Linked DNA regions of Mus musculus: all the other regions are linked to region 3. A link is a contact called in public Hi-C data. All regions are on one chromosome and are shown on one strand. The core of a region is the stretch at or near the end of the contact, and the rest is flanking DNA. Distances in the headings are between cores, read along the strand shown.

Region 1 (3,244 bases), core at 467-2,966, 200 kb after region 3:
TACATTAAGAATTCTTCATATTTGATTTCAGGCAAGACTCTTAATCCCGTGACATTTGTGGTGTTTCTTAATTCAGTAGGACTTTTAAAGGCACCTTTATTGTTTACAGCTTTAAAGGCAAAATACTATGGTATCCTTAGACAGTAGCATCTCACCTCATGGCCTCCTGGACACTGAAAATACTGCAGTTTTGACATTTTTCTAAGTCATTTCAACTGATAGCCATTGTTGTGACAGCCCATGGAAAGTGTCCTTTCTCATCTCTTGTTCTTTTAAATTTCCTAGCATGAAGAGTAAGGTTTGTTCCAAACACAAGCAATATTGGAAACACAGAAAAGTCGCCTGGTAGGGAATACTTGACCCTTGTTATATGCCTGGTAATATTTTTGGTGATTCATTTCAGAACATCCCACCTAATTATATGTAGTAACTAAAGTACAGAGTACTTGATTGAGTTCCTGCCCTAGTAGAAGAAGAACTGTGGAGGTAACAAGCAGAATTCTGCTCATATGCTACCCCCTTTTGGTGATGCTAGGCTGTATGTGTAGATGGAGGGCAGGGTCGAGTTCTTGACGTTTTGTCAAATGCAGTGCAAAGGAATGTAATTAATGCAAACGTGTTTTATATGCCCAGTAATGGATTCTTTTCATTGAAACGCAACCTTTGTAAGACGCTTCTGTTATTACTGGTTGTCAGGTGAAAATTAAATGAGCTTACTCTTAGCTTCAGATTTATCTTTCTGTCTACAAAAGGCTATGTGAGAGACTGAGGAGAGATCTATAGCATTTACTGGCGGTTTCCTAAATTAGTACCATCCATCTATGGTAAATATAATCCACCCTCTCGGTAGAGATGATGGCCGGCTAGCCCTGATACTGCCTCTTAGCTCTCTCTGTGTGTGTCTACTTGGGAAGTATATACAGCTGTCAGGAACTTCTGCCCTTCAGTGTGCTGATGTAGTTGTTTATTTAAAATGTGTCTGGCAGTCTGAAGGAACCTATGCACCCTCCCAGACTGCAGATAGCTTCCAAGTTACTGATGGGGTGTAATGTCCTGTTCATAGTGTCTTCGTGACAAATCTGTTTCAGAAGTAAAATTTCCATCTGACTTAAGGGACATAGAAGGTCTTCCCTTGCACTGTCTATGCAGGAGTTACCCTTTCTGTACTCGATGCACTGGAAAACATTGTCTGTGGTGTCCCCATGAGTCCAGAGCCCGCTCCGGCTTCACAGTAAGGTCACGTGTTTTGGTGAAGACATCCAACATGGTCTCCCCTGTATTCTTGGAGCTGAGCAGCCCAACACAGGCCTACTCTTAAGTGCCCCTACCTGTAGGTGTTAAAGTTGGGGTTGAGGAGGAAGCTGTCATACAGTTCAGTAATTAACGTTCCTCCTCATCTGATCTCGATGTGAGAGGAGAGGGACCCATGATGCAGAGAGCAGCCTTGAAGGTGAGAACTCCTCTTGGCTGAGACCCAGAACATCCTCAGCTTTCTCTGGTCACTCAGACTTCACAGGGCTACAGCATTTACGCCCATGTAGGAACAAGGAGCCCCCAGTAGCAGAGAAGTCCTGGGGGCAACAATCCTCTTACCCCCAGCATTTTCTCACTGTAAGTTCATTTATGTTTTCCTGAGCTCTATAAGGACGGACGTGCGGACATGTCAAATGAATGGAAAACCCAGTCAGACGTCGCAGAACCTGTAGAAAGAGTGCAGTTCCAGAAATGAGCAAAGGTTTGGGAAGAGCCTTTTTTTTTTTCCCTTGTGAGGTTTATTCATCCTCCATAGACACAAAAATAAGTCTTTCAAAGAACATGCATATTTGAGGCACTTGGCAGCATGCAGTCTCTGGCAACTTCTCCCTTATTTATACCACGTAATTATACTTGCCTTTATATGTGTGTCCTTTTCATTATTGAGTGGAACACGGTCTTTTGTCAAATTCCAGTTATTGATTAGCACTGGCAACTCTGAAATGTGGCTTTTTAGCCATCAATAAATCTATTTTTCCCCTTTCTGAAATTATAACAGATCTCGTTGGACATGTGGGGGAGAAAACAACTTAAAATTCACATCCAGATCTTGGCTGCCGGTTCAGGACGTTGCTACTCTCTGCGCCTTGCCAAGATTTTAGCTTTACTCCTCATTGAAAGTGCATGGCTTGGGAGGTGGGGTCGCCATTGCCTGAGAGAAAATGAAGTGACATCATTAGAATTCAGCTGCATCTGTGACTCCAAAGGCATGCCGCCTCGCCCCTCCCCCACCTTCCTAGTCTCCCCCCCCCCCCCCCCCTGTGCTGCTCCCCAGCTGTCCTGTGTTCTCCTCTCAGGAGAGAAGCAAGAAGCAAGCACAGAACCGCTCAGAGGCATGACATCAGTGGCCAACTGTCAGCTTACAGATTTGTTTGTATAAATGGGAGTAAACAGCTAAAGCCTGGGTCTTTCTCAAGCAGCCCAGACCCTGTGGCCAATTACTCACCAACAGTGTTAATTTCCATTAGAGAACTGGTAACCCTTTTAACAGGAAAGAAAATTAAGAATGCTTGGGGGAGAGTCCAGTGAAGCATGAGGGCAGACTCCCCTTCTTTACAAAAGTGACCGTTGTATTGAATCTGCCGTGTCACCAAGAGGAGAGTTGGTGCCCATTACTTTAGCCTTGGCTTCTAATATGTTTTGGAATAAAAAACTGAACACGCTTTGAGTGGTGCTGCTTTCTTCCGTGTTTATGTGAAGTGGCCTTGGGATTATAATTCATCTCTTTTTATTGGGGTAAGTTTCCTTAGTTCATATATCCTAAATGGAACCCTGGGCCTTGAAGGACTTAATGGAACTTTTTGTCATCTGGGAATGGCAGTCACCAAAGAGCTCCTTGTAGATAGGGGTCGTAATCCCCGACCCTGCTTTGTCTGCCTGTGCAGAGACTTGTGCGCAGGCTGCCTAAAACTGCCAACTCGAGCAAATGGTTGGGCAGTCTTCTCAGCATGAGTGAGCGCCCAAAGTGCGGTTTCGGAGTGGGATGCTGGTTCCTCGGAGCGACTTTCCTCCTTCCTTTTGAATGTTGGCAACCTTAACTTTGGAATATTTTTGCATTTACAATCAAGAAACTTTCAAAGAATGTTATTCTGACTGGCTTATTAAGGACTCATGATTTATGGCATGTTTAATTCCACCTGACTTCCATTGGGTGGTTGCATGGAGAGATGGTGTAATATATTCAGAGTTTGTCATAGTTGGAGAACAGCAT
Region 2 (3,253 bases), core at 477-2,976, 150 kb before region 3:
AGAGCTTGGACCAACTGAACCAGAAATTCTGGGTGGGTAGGTTCTGGTATCGAAAGAGCCCAACCTGGGACTCGTGCTTCTAAAGGCTGGGCACTCTGGAAGGTGTTATCATCTAAAGTGCCTATCAAAATGCCCAGTGCCCGGCCTCCATTAACAACATTCTGAATCAAGATCTCTTTGTATGAAGGCCCAGGAATGTGCGCCCTAGAAAAGCCCGCCAGTGATCAATCAGGTGCAGTCAATTTTGAGAATTGCAGTTCTAGATTAATAATTCTCAACTTCGGTTGCTCACTGGGGTCATGTGGGGTTACTTTTAAAATGCTGATAGTCTGGCCCCTGGCTGACTAGCTGGAATGTTATGTGGCCTTCTGGTCATTTCTTAAAGTTCTCCAATAACACGTAGAGAGTGGGAAATGCTATTGCCCAAGCCTGTAGCATCAGCATTGTGTCCTGGAAACTTGTAGAAATGCAGATTCCTAGGCTATGCCCTAGGACAGAGTCCCTGGACAAGAAAGCCAGCGATCTATGTCTTAACGAGCCCTTGAGGGCTTTCTGGTTCTCACTGAGTTGAGAACCAGGGGATTCAGCCTTGCTCATTAGCACTAATCAATTAGAAAGGATTAATGGATCCCATTAGCTTGTTGACACTTTGAGTCAAGGGGTTAGCCCAGGCAATTTCAGTGGAATTGCTGAAGGAAATATGGTGACATCCAAGAGAGGCCATGAGAACAAGGCCAGTCTCAGGTTGTGTGGCGTGTATGCATGAGAAAATGAAGAGCTCTGAGGCCCACCACACATGCATAGCCTCTTCCTGCACTCAAAGTTATGTTCTATCCGAAAAGAGCCCCCAAACTCTCATTAATTAGGAGCTTTTGACAGCACTTCACTTAGTTTATGGAAAGCACAATACTAGTGACTACTTGTGATGTCCTGTTAAAACTCATCTTCCTGCGCCAGACACCAATAGATTTTGCTTCTTTGGGTCTGGGCTGGGCAGCGGTGGAATAGCATTTTAAATGAGTCCGCATGCTACTGAGAGTTAAGTGGTGGGCAAAGGAATCAGAAACGAAACAAACCCCCATGGCTTTATGGGCTTGATGCCTCAAGCTTTGTGGGGAAAACTTGGAAGACCTTCAGATTTCAGCCCACTTTAGCTGCAGAGGTTGAAGGTCCTCCATCAGTATGTGAGTATCAAGCTCTGGCCACGCGCAAAGTCACTTGACTGCGGCTCAGCCTTTCTATCCCGGTTCTAAAGCCTGGATTTGATGCCAGGGAAAAACATTTTTTGTCTTAGGCTTTTTGTTGTCCCCTTGTCGCATTGTTGTCTGGCTTTGAGACTTCTCTTGGGGAATTTTGCTATAACGAATAGTCCAATTTACTTCACCTGCGTGGCAAATTATAAGGCTATTAGAAACACCAGGGTCTTTTCCTGACCGAAGTCTAAAACGCTACACATATTTGGCCTCTAGGGGGCGCTAGCCTTCAGGAAAACAAGGCTGTTTATGTAACAGATTGGCAGTTTAAGCGGCTGTATAAATGTCATTCTTTAAAAATAAAGAAGAAATCTCAGCTAACTCAAACAGGAGCAAATTAAAAAGTAGAGCGAAACATCTATTTCACGAGCACAATTCACCCGCTGTCTCTGGTACTTCAAATTGATACCTTTTCTCCAAATGATAACTGGCACCCTCCCACCGGCTTTAGCTACGCTATGACAAAACAACCGATCAATCCACTCACTTCAGTGAAGAAGAAAAATCCAGTCAGTTAGAAGGGGCTTCGTGTGACTCATACACCTGGAGACAGAATGATTTCTAAGCTATCAACTATAAAAGCCAAGCAACTAAGCCATGACTGAGGGGTTGAGTTTATCCCCAAAACATATTTAGGAAGTTTTGTATTGAGACCTTCCACTGTTTTAAACGGGAATCTCTATGTGAACGCACTAGGAGGGTCCTTGAAATACCAATTTTCAACAGTCTTAAGGGGTATCTATAACACATAGAGCCTTCTTGTCCTGAGGGCTTTGCGGCCAGTCTGAGATCTCAATGTTAGCATCAAGATGGAATCACACAGGGTGCTTTGGAAAATCCCCAGGCTCAGGCACAACCCAGAGCAATTAAGTAAGGATCTCCAGAGATGGACACCTGGATGCTGGGTTCTGAGCCTTCACTGTTGTTGTCTAAAGTACCTTCAGTAGTATACAAGTAAGGTGGTTTGTTTTGTTTTGTTTTGTTTTGTTTTAACACAAGGTCTCTCTGTGTAGCCCTTGCTTTCCTGGAACTCACTGTGTAGAGCAGGCTGGGCTTCAACTCACAGAGATCCACCTGCCTCTGCCTCCCAAATTCTGGGGGTCAAAAGATATACAGTATGAAACTGTATGGCTCCTGCCTTAAAGCAAGGTTTTATACAGCGGGTGACTCTCTCTCTGCTTGCAGTTCTCCCCCACCCCCACCCCGAGGCTCGGGCCGTGTTCTCTGAGACTGAGGGCAGAAAATCAAGCCCAGTTCTCACACTGCCTTTCATCAGCTCTTCCTCCTCAATGTCTGCTCCAATCACCATGCTGACTAACTCCTAATGGGCCCACCCTGTATCTTACTTGCTTCGTTTATGGACTTTGCCTGAAACCCAACAATGGCCACATGCAGATCACAAGCATGGAGATTTTCTTCATAGACACAAACAAATCAATATGGAAGTTACCTCACAAACTACACCATTACTAGTTTGAAGACTAATCCCATGGCAGAGTACTTGTCTAGGTCTTAGTTACTTCTATTACTGTGATGAAACATGTGACCAAAGCAATTTATAAAAAGAAAGCATTTACTATAGGGGCTCATGGTTCCAGAGGGTTAGAGCCCATGGCGGTCATGGAGGGAAACATGGCAACAGAGAGGCAGGCATGGCTCTGGAGAAGTAGCTGAGGGATTTCTTCCTGTCCACAGGCACTAGGCAGAGAGAAAGCTAACTGTGAACTAGGCGTGGACAGATGTCAAAGGCCATCTCCAGTGATACACCTCATCCAAGGCCTCACCTCCTAATGCTTCACGAACACTGTCGCTGGCTGGGGACCAAGCTTTGAAATATATGAACGCATGGGGAGCCATTCTCATTCAAATCACCACACCCCTAATGTTTAAGGCCCCAGCTTCTGTCCTCAGCACTACAAGGAAAGAAAACAGGTCTACGGAGAAAGCTCTGGTATCGAGCCAAGTTTAGGGACACAAATGAGTTCATTACCTCTCACAGA
Region 3 (3,094 bases), core at 589-3,088:
ACTGTTTTGTATTAGCGGGGACATTGTGTGCCTTAGCCCTCCATTACAGTAACAGAACACCTGAGGCGATACAGAAAGAGGTTATGTGCTATGACTCTAGTTCTTGGCGGTTTCAGTTCATGCCACTTGGCTCCATCAGGTTAGGGTTTGTGGTCAGGTAGAGCCTACGATGGGAGGATGCAGCAGAGGGAGACTTTACCTCCTGCCCAGAGTGAATGAGAGACGGAGGGAGTGATTAGAGTCCCATAAACCTTTCAGGGGTATGCCTGGAATGTGCCAACCACATCTCTTAAAGGCTCCTCTATCTCTCAGCGATAGAACAGGCTAGGAAACACGGATGTTTTTCTTCTTGGAACCATGACTTTTACAAATTGGCCTCTGGATGGATATTTAAGATTTATGCTATAGTATCGTGTCAGGCACTTTGCTTTAGAACAGTTGCTGTTTGCCTCATATTCCGGAAGGAAGTTTTGAGATTTACACAGTTCTGTCCATGTGGGGAAGACATCCAGGTCCAGTAAACAGTTGACTCCAAGGGTTGCAGTCACATGGTCTCATTGCAGAGTCTGTGTCTTTAGACAGTGGGTACTCCCTCCATCTTGCTTCTTGTAGACTCTTGTACCCCTCCCTCAGCACACACTCCCACCTTTGCATGCTCCCTCTAGGTCTGTTGTAGATTCCCTCTCTCTTGGCAGCACCAAACCCTGGTGGATCTGACTTGCAACCCTGCCCTTAGTCTCCAAACCTGGATCCCCTAGCAGTCTCAGTTGCATTGAAGACTCTGTACTTACTGATATACTCCGAGCCTAGTTCCAGGCTCTCTCCATGGCTGTCTTCTCTGTCCAGCCATCTGTCTGTCTGTCTGTCTGTCTGTCTGTCTGTCTGTCTGTGGTTCTGTTCAGATGTCTGTGCAGGTGGCTCACAGTTATTTGTTGAAGTCCAGGTGGACCCTTAGGTGACCAATTGGAGGTAGGGATACTTTAGAGGTCTTTGTGGCTCCTCTATGATAAACCCCAGCTCTGTGCCAGAGGTAAAGAGCTGAACATGGGAGACATTTTTGATAACATTTACCTGTAAGCAGATAACTAAGAAACTGTTTTTTCCCTGTGGGAAATAACATGATTTTTTTTTTACAAGGACAGATGGCATTTTTTCCACTTTGGGCATTCTAGGAGGCGTCTTTGTCAAAAAGAACTTAGAAGAGCTGATGTTGTCAGGAGCCAACAAGCCAAGTTCACAAGCCCCTCCGGCCTCTGTTACGTAAAGACAGTGGTGAGGGCCACACTCTTACAGTGTGAGCGAAACAAGCCATGGCAGTGTCTCTAAGTTCCAATAACCCAGCACCTCCAGCAACGATGACGGATTGAAAAGGAAACCAGGAGCAGAATTTGGACCGAATTTCTCTTCACTCCCCTTCACTCCCTGGAGTTTCCAGCTGCTCTGCTATCTTTGGTTTAAACAGAGATATTTTTGTCAAGATTAAGCATCGTTTTGTTTCTTTTAAGCCTGGGCTTTGCTTTGCTTGGAAGTGTTCATCTGGGTTTTACTCCCTTCTCTGATCCATAAATTATGTTTTTTTTTTTCATTTTCAAATAAGCCTTACACTTTGTACAACATCTTTTCTTCCCAGTATTATTTGTTCCTTACTCATAGGCTGTTCTTCGCCATCTAATTTTAGATCACGCATAATGCCTGAGAATCAGCCTCTCTCTTGGAGGAGTAAACACCAAGGCTGAGACGTCACTTCTCATTAATCAGTATTGGAGAAGATGAAGACAGCTGTGGTGGGGAGAGGGGGCCAGGAACTCACAGAGTCTGACCCTTTCAAAGTCGACTTAATCCTCCCCTTATCCCGTCTACTGCCCTCTTGGAGGGTGGATGGGCCCTCTTCAACAGGAAGAAATGAGCTTCTGCGCTGTTTGCCTTTGTCACGGCAACAAAAGCTCTGGGAAATTCCAATTAATTAGCAAGCCTTGGGCTAATGAAAGAATAAAACCGAAAGAGACATGCTCTAAGCTTTCAGAGTGGCGTAAGCATGGAAGCACAATGCTGATTTCAAATATTTGGGTCTGTTTGTATGATTTTCCCAGGGTTTGCCTTCCTGAGGGTCTGGGCGGTAAGTCACGAGAGCCGAGAACAAGGATTTGTCAGGGTTAGGCTGCTAACATCACTAGATTTAAGGACACTAATCGACCCACCATCGCTGGATGAAGGCAGTTAAATGTGAACTCACACACTCAGGGAAATTAAAACCAGAAAGTAGAGCTTTGTGCATTTGTGTTTAGAGGAAGGCATGAGGATTAGATGGATGTAAAGAAGATTATGAAATAAGTTTAAATTTAATTATTATGAAGGGCCAGGAAATTGCTATACTGTTAAACAGCTGACTGGGGATTTACAACTAATAAGGCTAACACACATGGATGGTGATGAAAGCCTTTGTCTTCATATTTTGATGATGATGATGATGGTGGTGATTTAATCATCCCAAAATCACTACAAGCTAACTTGCTGAGTTTCTGTTCTGGGTGTATTTAATTTTCTCAACAGTTCTGTAAGAGCCTAGGCACTGTGCATCGATATGATTGGGGAGATTTCTAACTGTGCATGGTGAACATGGAGGCTAACTAAGCTCCCAAATGACTGGCTTACAAGTGTCAGTGATAGACCTAGATTGGAATCTGTGCATCTGGCTTTCAGCATCCCACACTGGCTCTGGAATACAGGTTAACCGTGAAGGTAGAAATCAGCATGGTTAGATGTTACCAAGTTGAATTCAAAACCCAAGAGTTGGTGGCTTTATCTCCAGCTTGTCCATCTATCCCTGTCATCCTGGGCATGGTCACTCATCATTTCTGGCATGTTCGTTTATTAAACAAGCTTTTATTTTTGGATGATAGCTAAGATATTTTATAGTTCTAACATACAACTGAATGAGAAAGTGGATAAATGAAATCGCTTTTGAGGGGTGTGTGTGCTCTCAAAACGAGACAACAGATTCGGATCCAAGACCTAAGCATACCTGCATTTACATGTTAGCCCCCCTGTCTAATCTGGAAAGAACTGCTGTACATTTGAAGACTTCATTCTTTTT

The links. Hi-C and Micro-C count contacts between places; a contact is called where the count stands out from the background.
Region 1: a Hi-C map of cortical neurons shows a contact between it and region 3, with 1.8 times the contacts expected there. A contact is called at or near these places in 4 of 484 Hi-C or Micro-C datasets (the MC3T3-E1 cell line, cortical neurons and nephron progenitors) and 2 of 130 datasets of targeted methods (embryonic fibroblasts and pancreatic cancer cells).
Region 2: a Hi-C map of cortical neurons shows a contact between it and region 3, with 2.5 times the contacts expected there. A contact is called at or near these places in 1 of 484 Hi-C or Micro-C datasets (cortical neurons) and 2 of 130 datasets of targeted methods (embryonic fibroblasts and embryonic stem cells).

The regions. Positions count from the first base shown.
Region 1 is chr19:28,381,368-28,384,611 of GRCm38.p6, reverse strand. The region is part of intron 4 of Glis3 (GLIS family zinc finger 3); the gene reads left to right. Among named protein-coding and RNA genes, the nearest start is that of Gm35866, 19 kb to the right of the region's middle.
Region 2 is chr19:28,724,609-28,727,861 of GRCm38.p6, reverse strand. No RefSeq gene overlaps it. Among named protein-coding and RNA genes, the nearest start is that of Gm35922, 34 kb to the left of the region's middle.
Region 3 is chr19:28,578,920-28,582,013 of GRCm38.p6, reverse strand. The region is part of intron 2 of Glis3 (GLIS family zinc finger 3); the gene reads left to right. Among named protein-coding and RNA genes, the nearest start is that of D930032P07Rik, 98 kb to the left of the region's middle.